4 separate regions of the Mus musculus genome follow, and regions 1, 2 and 4 are each linked to region 3. A link is a contact called in public HiChIP or PLAC-seq and promoter capture Hi-C data. All regions are on one chromosome and are shown on one strand. The core of a region is the stretch at or near the end of the contact, and the rest is flanking DNA. Distances in the headings are between cores, read along the strand shown. Region 1 has its middle 18 kb from the start of Gm31889. Region 2 overlaps Fam114a1 (family with sequence similarity 114, member A1). Region 3 holds the start of Pgm2 (phosphoglucomutase 2). Region 4 overlaps Klf3 (Kruppel-like factor 3 (basic)).

The links. Promoter capture Hi-C pulls out the DNA fragments that hold promoters and counts their contacts. HiChIP or PLAC-seq counts read pairs in DNA pulled down with a chosen protein or histone mark.
Region 1: an H3K27ac HiChIP or PLAC-seq map of extraembryonic endoderm stem cells shows a contact between it and region 3, with 5 times the contacts expected there. The contact joins the enhancer-like site here to the promoter of Pgm2 in region 3. A contact is called at or near these places in 15 of 39 promoter capture datasets (the 3T3-L1 cell line, 3T3-L1-derived adipocytes, HPC-7-derived erythroid cells and 10 more), 3 of 484 Hi-C or Micro-C datasets (B cells, cortical neurons and uterus), 12 of 115 datasets of contacts at active chromatin or transcription factors (the NIH/3T3 cell line, embryonic basal ganglia, embryonic forebrain and 5 more) and 1 of 9 other capture datasets (embryonic stem cells).
Region 2: a contact with region 3 is called in a FOXA1 HiChIP or PLAC-seq map of pancreatic cancer cells. The contact joins the enhancer-like site here to the promoter of Pgm2 in region 3. A contact is called at or near these places in 3 of 39 promoter capture datasets (the 3T3-L1 cell line, hippocampal neurons and pre-B cells), 1 of 115 datasets of contacts at active chromatin or transcription factors (pancreatic cancer cells) and 1 of 9 other capture datasets (adipose tissue).
Region 4: a promoter capture Hi-C map of embryonic stem cells shows a contact between it and region 3. The contact joins the enhancer-like site here to the promoter of Pgm2 in region 3. A contact is called at or near these places in 13 of 39 promoter capture datasets (the 3T3-L1 cell line, 3T3-L1-derived adipocytes, the C10 cell line and 7 more), 1 of 15 datasets of contacts at CTCF or cohesin (large pre-B cells), 7 of 484 Hi-C or Micro-C datasets (the G1E-ER4 cell line, cerebral cortex, cortical neurons and 3 more), 11 of 115 datasets of contacts at active chromatin or transcription factors (the NIH/3T3 cell line, T-cell acute lymphoblastic leukemia, acute myeloid leukemia and 6 more) and 1 of 9 other capture datasets (liver).

The regions. Positions count from the first base shown.
Region 1 is chr5:64,860,613-64,863,312 of GRCm38.p6, forward strand. No RefSeq gene overlaps it. Among named protein-coding and RNA genes, the nearest start is that of Gm31889, 18 kb to the right of the region's middle. Within about 2 kb of position 1,334, at least 182 of the 459 cell types and tissues checked have an H3K27ac peak or open chromatin away from gene starts, as enhancers often do. A contact at or near this core is called in B cells, extraembryonic endoderm stem cells, liver and 3 more, where this site is marked.
Region 2 is chr5:64,991,497-64,994,196 of GRCm38.p6, forward strand. The region is part of intron 2 of Fam114a1 (family with sequence similarity 114, member A1); the gene reads left to right. It overlaps Gm32374 (a long non-coding RNA gene), which reads right to left. Exons shown (of 3, transcript XR_003955930.1): 3 at 895-2,038. Among named protein-coding and RNA genes, the nearest start is that of Mir574, 23 kb to the left of the region's middle. Within about 2 kb of position 1,260, at least 39 of the 459 cell types and tissues checked have an H3K27ac peak or open chromatin away from gene starts, as enhancers often do. A contact at or near this core is called in hippocampal neurons and pancreatic cancer cells, where this site is marked.
Region 3 is chr5:64,091,570-64,094,269 of GRCm38.p6, forward strand. Pgm2 (phosphoglucomutase 2) reads left to right here and starts at 1,370. Exons shown (of 14, transcript NM_025700.3): 1 at 1,370-1,519. The coding sequence starts at 1,415.
Region 4 is chr5:64,820,050-64,822,752 of GRCm38.p6, forward strand. It overlaps Klf3 (Kruppel-like factor 3 (basic)), which reads left to right. Exons shown (of 6, transcript NM_008453.6): 3 at 1,825-2,308. Among named protein-coding and RNA genes, the nearest start is that of Gm31684, 4.6 kb to the left of the region's middle. Within about 2 kb of position 1,437, at least 24 of the 459 cell types and tissues checked have an H3K27ac peak or open chromatin away from gene starts, as enhancers often do. A contact at or near this core is called in embryonic stem cells, where this site is marked.

The DNA.
Region 1 (2,700 bases), core at 84-2,583, 770 kb after region 3:
TATATATGCATGCAAAGGGGGGGGGCGGAATTCTTGGCATTAATGGCTATAAATCAAAATATCAACCGATTTAAAAAATGTCAAAGATAGTTTATGTTTTGCAGCATCAAATATTCAGCCAAGATTTAATTATTTATGTAAAAATAAGTAAGTGCATGCATCTTGCTGATGGAAAGGATTACACTCATCTTTAACAAGTGGCAAAATGACACACAGACCAAATAATTGCTTTAAAATACATTTCTTTATGATTAATTTTCTGTCCATGTTTAGATTGTATCCTTATTTTATATATTTGTATATCCAGGGCTGCATAAAATTTTCTCCAGCTAAAAGAGGTAACCAGTGGGGAAAGCTGAAGAAGTCCTTCACTTACTGCTAGCCACGTGGGGGAGGGGTGCATGCACAGAGGAGGGTTGGTGTTTCTTGCAGATAGCAAGAAAGTGAAAGTTTAAGCTGAGCTTGCCCTCAGCTTGCTGCCAAGTTCACCCACCAGGTTAAGCCGCCTCCTTTCTCCCTAGCTACCAAAGTTCCAAGAGAGGAACAGGGCAGTCACGGATGACACGGCCTGGGAGAGAGTCGCAGCAGTGAGAACTCAAGGAAGCAAGGGCAAGGAGGATTCTTGTGGTCCCAAGTACTTTTAAAATCTTGTGTAAAGATATTACATTCATGTGCAATTGTGTCTTAAAACAACAGCAGCAGCAACAACAACACACACATAGCAGCAACACACACACATACACCACACACACATAACAATAACACACACACAACCAAACAAGAAAGAAATACATGAAAGTGAAAGAGGAGATTTCTACTTCTGTGTAGGATGCAGACCAGAGTTTCTGCCAAGAGAAACTGGAAAAACCAGGTTCGATTGAGAGAGAGAGAAAAAAAACCAGCTTTCAAAATCACCGCTGAGCTGGAGGAAGCAGTAAGTATAGGGAGGGGCTGAGGAGCCAGTGGCTAACTGGCTACCACTTTGCTTCTGGGGCCAGCAGATCCACGGATGGGGTGGGAGCCACAAAGCAGCTCTGTCCCTAGAGGCAATGTCACAGCTGTCCCGTGGCGCACAGGACTGTTGAAAACTAAATAGCAACATACTTGTGTTTTCGTCTGTCTCTCCCTGTAAGTTAGAAATCTAACATGTGGCAGGGTCTGTCTGTCTCCTCGTTGCTATATTCCAGCCCTGCACTTGGCACACAGTACCCATTTAGGAATAGCTGTCCGATCGAATCAAACTGAAGCTAATTGAAACAGTGGATGCTTTCTGGCTGTGGATTCCTAAAGCGTTTCTTCATGCTTCAGCTCCGTTTGGACTTTGCCCTCTGGTTCTCCCTGTAATACCTGGAAGCAGGGTGGGGTGGGGGTGGAGCAAGCTCTAGTTCAAACTCCTACTCCCAGGCCCAAGCCTTCGTCCGGAAGTCTCTCTCTAACCACAAGAGTCCGAGGTCCTCACAGAGCTTCTCAGACTGTTCTGGGAACTGGCGGGGCATCCAGTTTGTTTCCTTCAAACCATTGCGCAATCTTGCCAAGGTCTGGAAGGTCCCTCAAGTCCGACACCTGCTTCTCCTACACCTACAACAAGACCCTAAAGCCAGGCTAGCCCACCTTCAATCCCATCACCAGGCCTCTGGGTCACTCTCCACACTCTTATTGTTCCGGGAACATCCATCCCACACTGGAGGTCCCTGTAAGACCTCACTTGCAGGACGCACCAAGAACTGTGCTTTTCTGTATTTTATATCTTCTCCAGATAGAGAAATCCCCAAAACGAAAGCCCTCAAAGCTGGGATTCACTCCCAGCCTTGTTGCTGTTACAGTCGTAGACCATCTGTTTTCTCATGCAACCGACTCGGTCTTTTTTGGCTTGAATCCAAAGTAGCAACTTGGAGCACCCCCAGACAGCGCTCAGACAGTCAGGCCCGGGAAGACAGATTTGTGTGATCAACATTTACATAGGGCTTAAAACCTTTGGGTGACAATGGCTGTGGGTGTGGGTGAACATGGAGCCCTAAAAAGTTGACATGGGAACTTCACACGGTCTTGCAGTGTTTCTCTAACCCCAGAAAGTCTGGGGTGCCAAGTACCCCAGGGATTGCGCTGCCTCCAGAACCACACAATAGAGTTGATTTTTTTTTTTGTTTTGTTTTTTAATTGTAAATGATCTTAGAATGCTTGAAGTAACTAAGATTTTGAGCTGGGCTGCATTCATACATATGACCCGCATATCCTGGGTACATGTGGGTCATGGGCTTGAAGTTTGGACACGTCTGAGCCATACCTGGGGAGGGTGAATGGCTTGGTCTCTACAGAAGCTTCCCTGTTCCAGACCTGTCCTAAGCCGGTGGCCCTTTTATTTATTTATTTTTCCAATTTTTTTATTAGGTATTTACTTCATTTACATTTCAAATGCTATCCCGAAAGAAGACTGGCTTCTAGGCAGCTAGGATGAAGGTCTTTTTTTTTTTTTTTAATTTTTATTAGGTATTTTCTTCATTTACCTTTCCAGTGCTATCCCAAAAGTCCCCCATACCCTCCCCCCACACACACCCACTCACTCCCACTTCTTGGCCCTGGCGTTCCCCTGTACTGGGGCATATAAAGTTTGCAAGACCAAGGAGCCTCTCTTCCAATGATGGCAGACTAGACTATCTTCTGATACATATGCAGCTAGAGACATGAGATCTAGGGGTCCTA
Region 2 (2,700 bases), core at 10-2,509, 900 kb after region 3:
AAAGTATTTTCTATTTGATATTAGGTGGGATACTAGACATTTAGATGTCTTCTCTATTTAAGGAACTTTGAACTTGATGGAATCCCCTGCATAGTTAAATATTCTTAGGATCACACAATGGATGCCGTTGTTCAAAGGACCAATTGTGTTTTATTTTTTGTTTAAATTTTATTTATTATATGTAGATGGGTGTTTTGTCTATATGTATGTCTATGCAACACATGCATGCCTAGTGCACACAGATTTCAGAAGAGGCCGTTCGATCCCCTGGGACTGCAGTTATAGATGGTTGCCAGTCGCCATGTGAATGCTGGGAATTAAACCTAGGTCCTCTGAAAAAGCAGCCAGTGCTCTTAACTGCTGAGGCATCTCTCTAGCCCCTCTAATTATGATTTAGATGTCCTCGATCAATCCAAGTCTGATTTGCCCCAACTATACAAGGTCATTCTTCTGATTTTATGGGAAGGAGAGAAAAACAACAACATAGTGAGTTCTCATAGGATGCCTTCTGCTTTCTGAGTTAGGCCCCGAAGGTCTGTGTTAAAGGAGGTGAGAGCTATCTAGGTGAAAGGTGAGAAACAAAGCTTTCCAGCAGCATTTAATAATGTGAGAAGCAAGTTGATGCACTCTGCTTATTTCGTCTTGTGTGTGTGTGTGTGTGTGTGTGTGTGTGTGTGTGTGTGTGTGTGTGTGTTTGCGCGAATGTAGAGGTCAGAGGACTCGAAGGTTATTTCCTTCTGCCTTTATGTTGATTCCAAGAGTTGAACTCATGTCATTAGACCTACATGGAAGTACCTTTACCCCCTGAGCCATCTCATGGGACTTATGCGACTATTTTATAGGCTTCTAAGTGTGTCACCTAATGACCAGTTAGTGGAGACAATACTTAGGATATATAATTCATGGTTGATATTTATTTAGTTTATATTTTTTGTTAAATGTGTACATCTAGCCACTTGAGGACTTTCTATTAATTATAGATATTCCTTGTAACTAGCCAGAAGTTCCAGCTCAATGTCAAGGACTTTATTAATAAAGCACAACTGAAGTAGTCGCTTATTACACAGCATTTGACTTTCTGTTTTATTCACTAGCCAATTACCAGCTGTCAGGGCACAGTCAATATTGTAGATCTGAGTCAGAAGCCATCACCCCTGAGTGCATTGTTCTTTCTAATCACAGGCAGTGATCGGCCCAGTGAAAGAATTACATTAGTCATCAACTCACACCCGTCCTCCTGGTGGTACAAAGTTGCTACTGGATTCCATTGCCGAATGGGATGAATCAATGCAGACACCACAAACGAGTGCAGACAGTCACGAGTCATGGGCGTTCCGCTCATGTTGACAAGTCCCTCTCTGTTTCCAGACAGAAGGAAAAGCTGACAGCCAGCTTGCAAAGCTCCCTTCTTCACAGCCTTAAAGCTGGTGTTTCATAACATTTATGCAGCGTTTAGATGACAAATTCATAGGAAATAATTTTTTAATCATCTCAAGACCTGCAGGGTTATTGGTGCTGAGAGTTCTTTTATGTATGTCAAACATTCATTGCATATACTCAAGGTACAATTTACAAAAGTTTACAATATCATTGAGCGCATTTCCCCAGTCCCTGGGAGCTCGCCTCTGTCTTGTCTTGCATTTTGTAACAAATGAATGGGGGCTTAGAAAAGCTTCAGTAACTCATTACACAGAGTGGCAGAACCTCGACTCAATTCTGCGCAATTCAATTCTGTGACCTTTTCCACTGGTCGCATCTCTCTGCTGAATAGATGATATTTGATATTTACTGGGTAAATAGGAATGCAGTGAGATACAAATAACTAAAATCCACATTCAGTGGTTTGCAGAACAGCGATATATTTTTCTCCCATAATACAAAAGATGGGGACGAGTAGCTCCCGGTGTTGGCTCAGTGCTCCATCAGCATCAGGACCAGGGATGCTTTGACCTTTCCCTGAGGCAGAAAATTTCCCTGCTTCACTGCCAAGCATCGTTTCCACACTCAGAACAGGAGGAAGAATTGGCGACGGCTGTAACTGAAAATTCATCACAAAATCAAAGGCTTTTATATACATTTATGTACATCTTTGTGAATAACTGAGCAGTATACCACCCTTATCTGCAAGGGAGACAGTAGGGGAAAGGGCACTGGGGATGACTGATGGCCAGCCTTGGAGTTACAGAATCTACAGGTTATATAGGCCTCTTCCTCTCCTCCCTCCCTCCCTTCCTATAAAAAAGCTCTCTTACTTTGCCTATATACTTACTGTGGGTCTATATATTCTTCCTTTGCTTTCTATGATCTGTTTGTGAATAGTAAGAGAAAGCTGTGTTTTTCGATGGCTGAGTCAGGACTCACTCGATGAGATTAACAGAAACTACTACATTCCTATGCAAGAAAATGGGTACATCTATCCAACAAATAATATTAGGCACTCTTTGAGACTTTAGGGATGGATTAGGGACCAGAACCAAAAAGAAAGAGAGGAGAACACGCACACGCGTGCACACACACACACACACACACACACACAGAGAGAGAGAGAGAGACAGAGACAGAGACAGAGACAGAGACAGAGACAGAGACAGAGAGACAGAGACAGACACAGACAGACAGACTGAGAGATTGGAGACTGAAAGGCAGGGAGGGAAGTGTTTCTCAGTAAATCTCTAACCCAAATAAGCCCGGGCAATGAAA
Region 3 (2,700 bases), core at 120-2,619:
AGTGTCTGTCAGACCCAATGTCTGTCAGAGGTCTGAATTCTTTCACTCTATGGGATGGTTGTGAGCTACATCCATGAAGTTGTATACAGTTCTTCATTCTCACTGGGCTGTGTAACTCATGGCTTATCGATCATCATTTATGTATATGATTTAGAATGAATATACCACTACATATTTATCCATTCTATTGTTGGCAATCTGGATGTGTATGGTTGGAGCTTTTTGCGACTAAATCTGCTAGAAACCTTTTAAAAAGTTGTGTGTGTGTATGTGTGTGTGTGTGTGTGTATGTTTGTATTTTGCCTGCATACATGTCTATGCACCATGGATATATATGACAATGGAGGTCTGAAAAGGATGCAGGATCCCCTGGAACTGGAGTTTCAGACCATCCTGAGCAGCCATGCTAGTGCTGATAATCAAACTTAGGTGCTCTGGAAGAACAACCCGTGCTCTTAACTGCTTTGGATTTTTTTTGTTTAATTGTTTTTTCTTTCGTTTTAGGGTTGTTTGTTTGTTTGTTTGCTTGTTGAGACGAGATCTCACACTGGAACCCACGGTGAACTGGAACTCACTTTGTAGGCCAGGCCCTGAACTCACAACAGTCCCAACAGTCGGGACTGCAGGAGCGAGGAAGGCATCATGTGCGGCTCAGAACCATTCTTGCTTGTGCTTCCCCGTGCCCAGCCAGGTGTGCACATACATCACCCAGCTGACCTGGAATTCTCGTTTGTGTGTGGCGACCTCAGGCGGATGAGTCGACATTCTTTTTACATTTTCTAGTGTGAAAATCCAGTTGACCCGGTGCCTTGAAATTACAACTCGTCCTTCCGGTTGCTCTTCTGACATAAACTGTCTTTGCAAGTGTTATCTCATTTCTGGCTCGTTGGTCTATTTGATTTATTTCCCACTTGGCTCTTCTTTTTCAAGATTTGTTTCCCCCTCTGCTATTCTCTAATTTAATTTACATTTTGAGATAGGATCTCCCTATGTACCCCTAGTTAGTCTAGAGTTCACTATGTAGATCAGATTGGCCTCTAACTCACAGAGACCTGCCTGCCTCTGCCATGTGGCTACTGGCCTGCGCCAATGTGCTCTGCTTCCCAGCGCAGTCAGACTAGCATCTCAGGTGTGATGGGCACCAAATGCATACTTGATGTTTGCTGGAGGACCCTGGGTATGTAGGGCCTAGGAGACTAGAGTAAGGCGAGCCTCCAGCTCTCCTAACAACAAAGCACTCCCCAATTGCCTGGCCCTCCGGGAAGCACACCCACTAATGGCGAGTCTGGAACCGGGCGGGGCTGCTGCACGTCCTCTTCCCTCCGGCTCTCTGACTACGCCTCTTTCCCCGCCCTCTCCCCGCCCCTCCAGAAGGGTGACCCGGCCTCCTCCGCCCGGTTGTGACTGCTGCGGGATGGCGGCGGCGACACCGACAGAGACACCGGCTCCGGAAGGCAGTGGCTTGGGTATGGACGCGCGACTGGACCAGGAGACCGCGCAGTGGCTGCGTTGGGACCAGGTAAGGGCCGATCTCCGGCTCTTCGGTTCTCGGGCGCCGTGGCTTGTCCGGCAGGGAGCCGGGCCCAGCTTCCTTCTTTCCTTCCCTGCCTCGCCACACGGTGCCTGCTCGGCATAAGCTGTTGCGGGACTGGAGACAGCTGTGTGGCTCGCCCGGCTGCTAGACCCGGTAGAGGAGCGAGCTGGGGGGCGGGGAGTGGGGTGGAGAGTGAATGTAGCGGGCCTGGGACCCGGGGTAGTCCACGCACGAGAAGGTTTTTGAGGTTCTGTGATGGGCTGAGCATCTTCATCCATTCAGAATCCGCTCTGTCCCGCCTTTCCCGGGACCTGGACTTCTCCACAGTCCAGACCACCTTTTCTGATTTCATGGATACTACCGGGTCCCTGATGGGCCAGGCTGACAGGGAGTTTTCCAGAGAACATACACTCCACTGGGAAGGTGACAGGGAACGCTTTGGCCCCAGCTGCGCCTTTCCCCTGTAATGTCTTAGTCAGTCGGCCAGCTCCGGACATCACTTCCTTTGCCCTCTACAAGTTCTCTCTGACCTGTGCTTTCGCGTGTCCTGTTGCTTTCCCGCAATGTTCCTCTTGCCGGTGTTCTGCTGACTTTATTTCTCTTGTCGTTTTTCCTGTGTGAACTTAGCGGATCTTTCCTGTCTCCCAAGTGCAACTCAAACTCTCTCTCTAGACAGCCCAGGCCTTTGGTTCCCTGCTCTTCCTGGAATTGAAAGACAATCCCTTACAGGCTTGTTTGTTTAAAATTTGTCGGTATCCAGGGCTGACTTCAGGAGGTGAGACCCACGCAGATCCACTGAACCTGTACTCAGGGAAGGGCCCAAGCCGTATTTTAAAGCACTACTTTGAGATTCTCTATTGTTAAACACGGAGTCTTTCGTTCTAATTGTGCACTGGCCCCCCCTGAAAATTATGTAGCTGGTGCTGTGTGTCTCTGCTGCTTTCCGTGGTCTATAGTACCGTAGTACCGTAGTGCCGTACTGCATGTCTATAGTTGGTCCCTGAAACATTTGGTGACTGGATAGAGGCTGGAAGGCTCAGCAGAGGCCTTTGCTCGCTCACACCTAGAAAATGAATAGTCAGGCCATCCTGGAAACAGGATGGCAGTGCTAGCGCCTCATGGGAGGTTTTGTTTTGCTTTGTTGTGGATTTTTTTTTTCCTGGAAA
Region 4 (2,703 bases), core at 187-2,686, 730 kb after region 3:
GAGTTAATTATGGACCTGGGGCTGGGTGCCTGTCCCAGAGTACGCCCTACACCTAGCCTGGGTCTTTGATGGAGACTTGAAGGCAGTCTAGAGGAGAGGGGCATCCATTTGCACTAAGTGTATATAGAAGATGCACAGTGTAGGTTAAACAGTGTAGGAGAACCCTGAGGATATTACCAAATTGGCACGTGTCTGAATTCCCACGTCTCTGAGGTCCGTGCCACGGAGAGAAAAACCCAGCGGCGGCAGCAGTGGCAGGGTGTCCTCACTCTGCTTGCTGTTCAGCTGCCAGGATCTGTGGGCCTTAAAATCTAGGTCAGTGGGAAGTCTTGGAGGAACAGGGCTGAGATGAGGAAGGTGCCGCATCGCGTGCTGCTGCCCTCTGTCCCATCTGTTTCATGGAGTCTTGCCTCCCACCAGAGCTGTGCCCTTTGGAGAAATAAAACACAGAAAGCTTCTCCCTGGAGTTAATTATCGAGATCCTCTTTGTACAGTGTCTGTGAGCCTTGCTCTCTTAATAACCCCTATTTTAATTAAATTTAAATCGGCTTAATGCTGATGTTGCTGTATAAACTGGATCTTCTGCCTTGTTATATATATACTTGGGTGGATGTGGCTAGTTCAAAAGAAAGGTAGAGCTGCGTGGTGCTGGTACAGATCACCACTTGGAGGCAGAGGCAGGAGGATTGCTACAAGTTCAAATACAGCCTGTGCTATAGAGTTAGATCCTGTCTCTAATTAATTAAGAAGAGAGAAGAGATGAGGTCTTGGGATGGTCATTATTCACCCTTCCACCCCTGCTGAGAGCTGATGCCAGAATCCTTGTGTCTTGTACTTTCTGGTTTTAGTGCTTTGCATATTTCTGCACCGTATTGGGAGTCTTTTTTTTTTTTTTTTTTTTTTTTTTAGCATTCAGCTCATCTTTTTACTCTTTATCTCTGTCACTTAAGACTTGGCTAGAAAGGTGACAGTCTTTGCCATCTTAGGCTGCTGCTCCCCTAGACACTCAGTCAGTATACCCAACAGTGTGCCTAGCCATCCTTGGCTGCACTGTGATCTGAGAGTTTGGAGTCTTACAGCCTTGGAGTGCGTCTCCTGCATAAAGGGCTGGAAGGCTCTCCTGGGACAACCCAGTGTGTCATGAGTGAAGTTGAGAGGATTACATAGGTTATCTTGTATTACCACCATAGCACCCCGGAAAAGGGCTCCTCAGTGCCCCACAACAAGGATCTCCCCATCGCTGCAAGTCTCATGGTCCGGTCTCCTATTCCTGGGTGCTTTGCTGGTACAAGGTCCAGAGAGTCACTTCTACAAGGAAAAACAGTTGTAGTTCATAGCTGTCCAGAGACTGAGCCCGTCTGACCCAGAGAAGAAAGAGTGTGAGCCCAAGAGTAATCCCAGTCAAAGCCAGAGAAGCTCAGGAGGAGGAGTGTGCTGGGTGTGGTGGGCCACACCTTAATCCCAGTGCTGAGAAGGGAGGGGAGTTCCTGGTCAGCCAGAGCTACACAGTGAGACTCTGTCTCAAAAACCAACCCAGCTCAGGTTTTATAGTTTGGCCTGCTTGGTGGCCTTCAGTGCTGGCTCCTCCTGAAGGCCTCAAGTCCTTCATGATGCAGGCAGCTTTAGGAGCCTGCCAGCCATCAGCCTTCTCACTGAATATAAAAATCATGAATTTAATCTTCAGGTTTTTTTGGGGGCCCAGCAAACCTTACTTTCTAGCAATTGCTAAACCCATCTCTCCCATAGCTTTTTGGGGATCACACACCTCCGGATCTAAAGTATGTCTCCTTAAACGTCTCTATTTCTTTTTATTGTTTCTCATAGTCCTTCCCGTCGAATTACATAGAATCGATGAAGCCCAACAAATATGGGGTCATTTACTCCACACCGTTGCCTGATAAGTTCTTCCAGACCCCAGAAGGCCTCACTCACGGGATACAGGTGGAGCCGGTGGACCTCACGGTGAACAAGCGGGGCTCCCCGCCTGCTGCGGGCGGTTCTCCTTCCTCTCTGAAGTTCCCGTCCCACCGGAGAGCGTCACCTGGCCTCAGCATGCCCTCCTCCAGTCCGCCCATTAAGAAGTACTCGCCCCCTTCTCCTGGCGTGCAGCCCTTTGGAGTACCCCTGTCTATGCCGCCTGTGATGGCAGCCGCGCTGTCCAGACACGGAATCCGGAGCCCAGGCATCCTCCCCGTCATTCAGCCCGTCGTGGTCCAGCCCGTTCCTTTTATGTATACCAGCCACCTGCAGCAGCCTCTCATGGTTTCCTTGTCGGAAGAGATGGACAATTCAAACAGCGGCATGCCAGGTAAATTCTGCCATGCCCCTACACCCGGCACCTGCTTAGTAGTCTGGTGAGGACACCGGGCAGAGCTATTATATCCTCAAAAGGATATCCTGGGGCAAATTGTTCTGTTTTTGTTTTGAAGTGATGAAATTGGGAGAGCATCCAACAATTAGTTACTTTCACAGTGTATTTTATACTTTGATTTACTGAGTACCAATACAGTCCTGGGCACAAAAGAGATTTAAGTACTTTCTGATCACGCTGCTAATGGCTCTTAAAAGCTACCTGTTTGTCAACCTTAGGGAGGGGACTATGGGGTTAGCCAGGTTTTGTGGTGGAGAGTCATCTTGAGCTGCAGGGTCCTCTGCCTGCTTCAAAAGAAGCGAGGATCTCTCACAGATTAAGTCCTGCTGGTA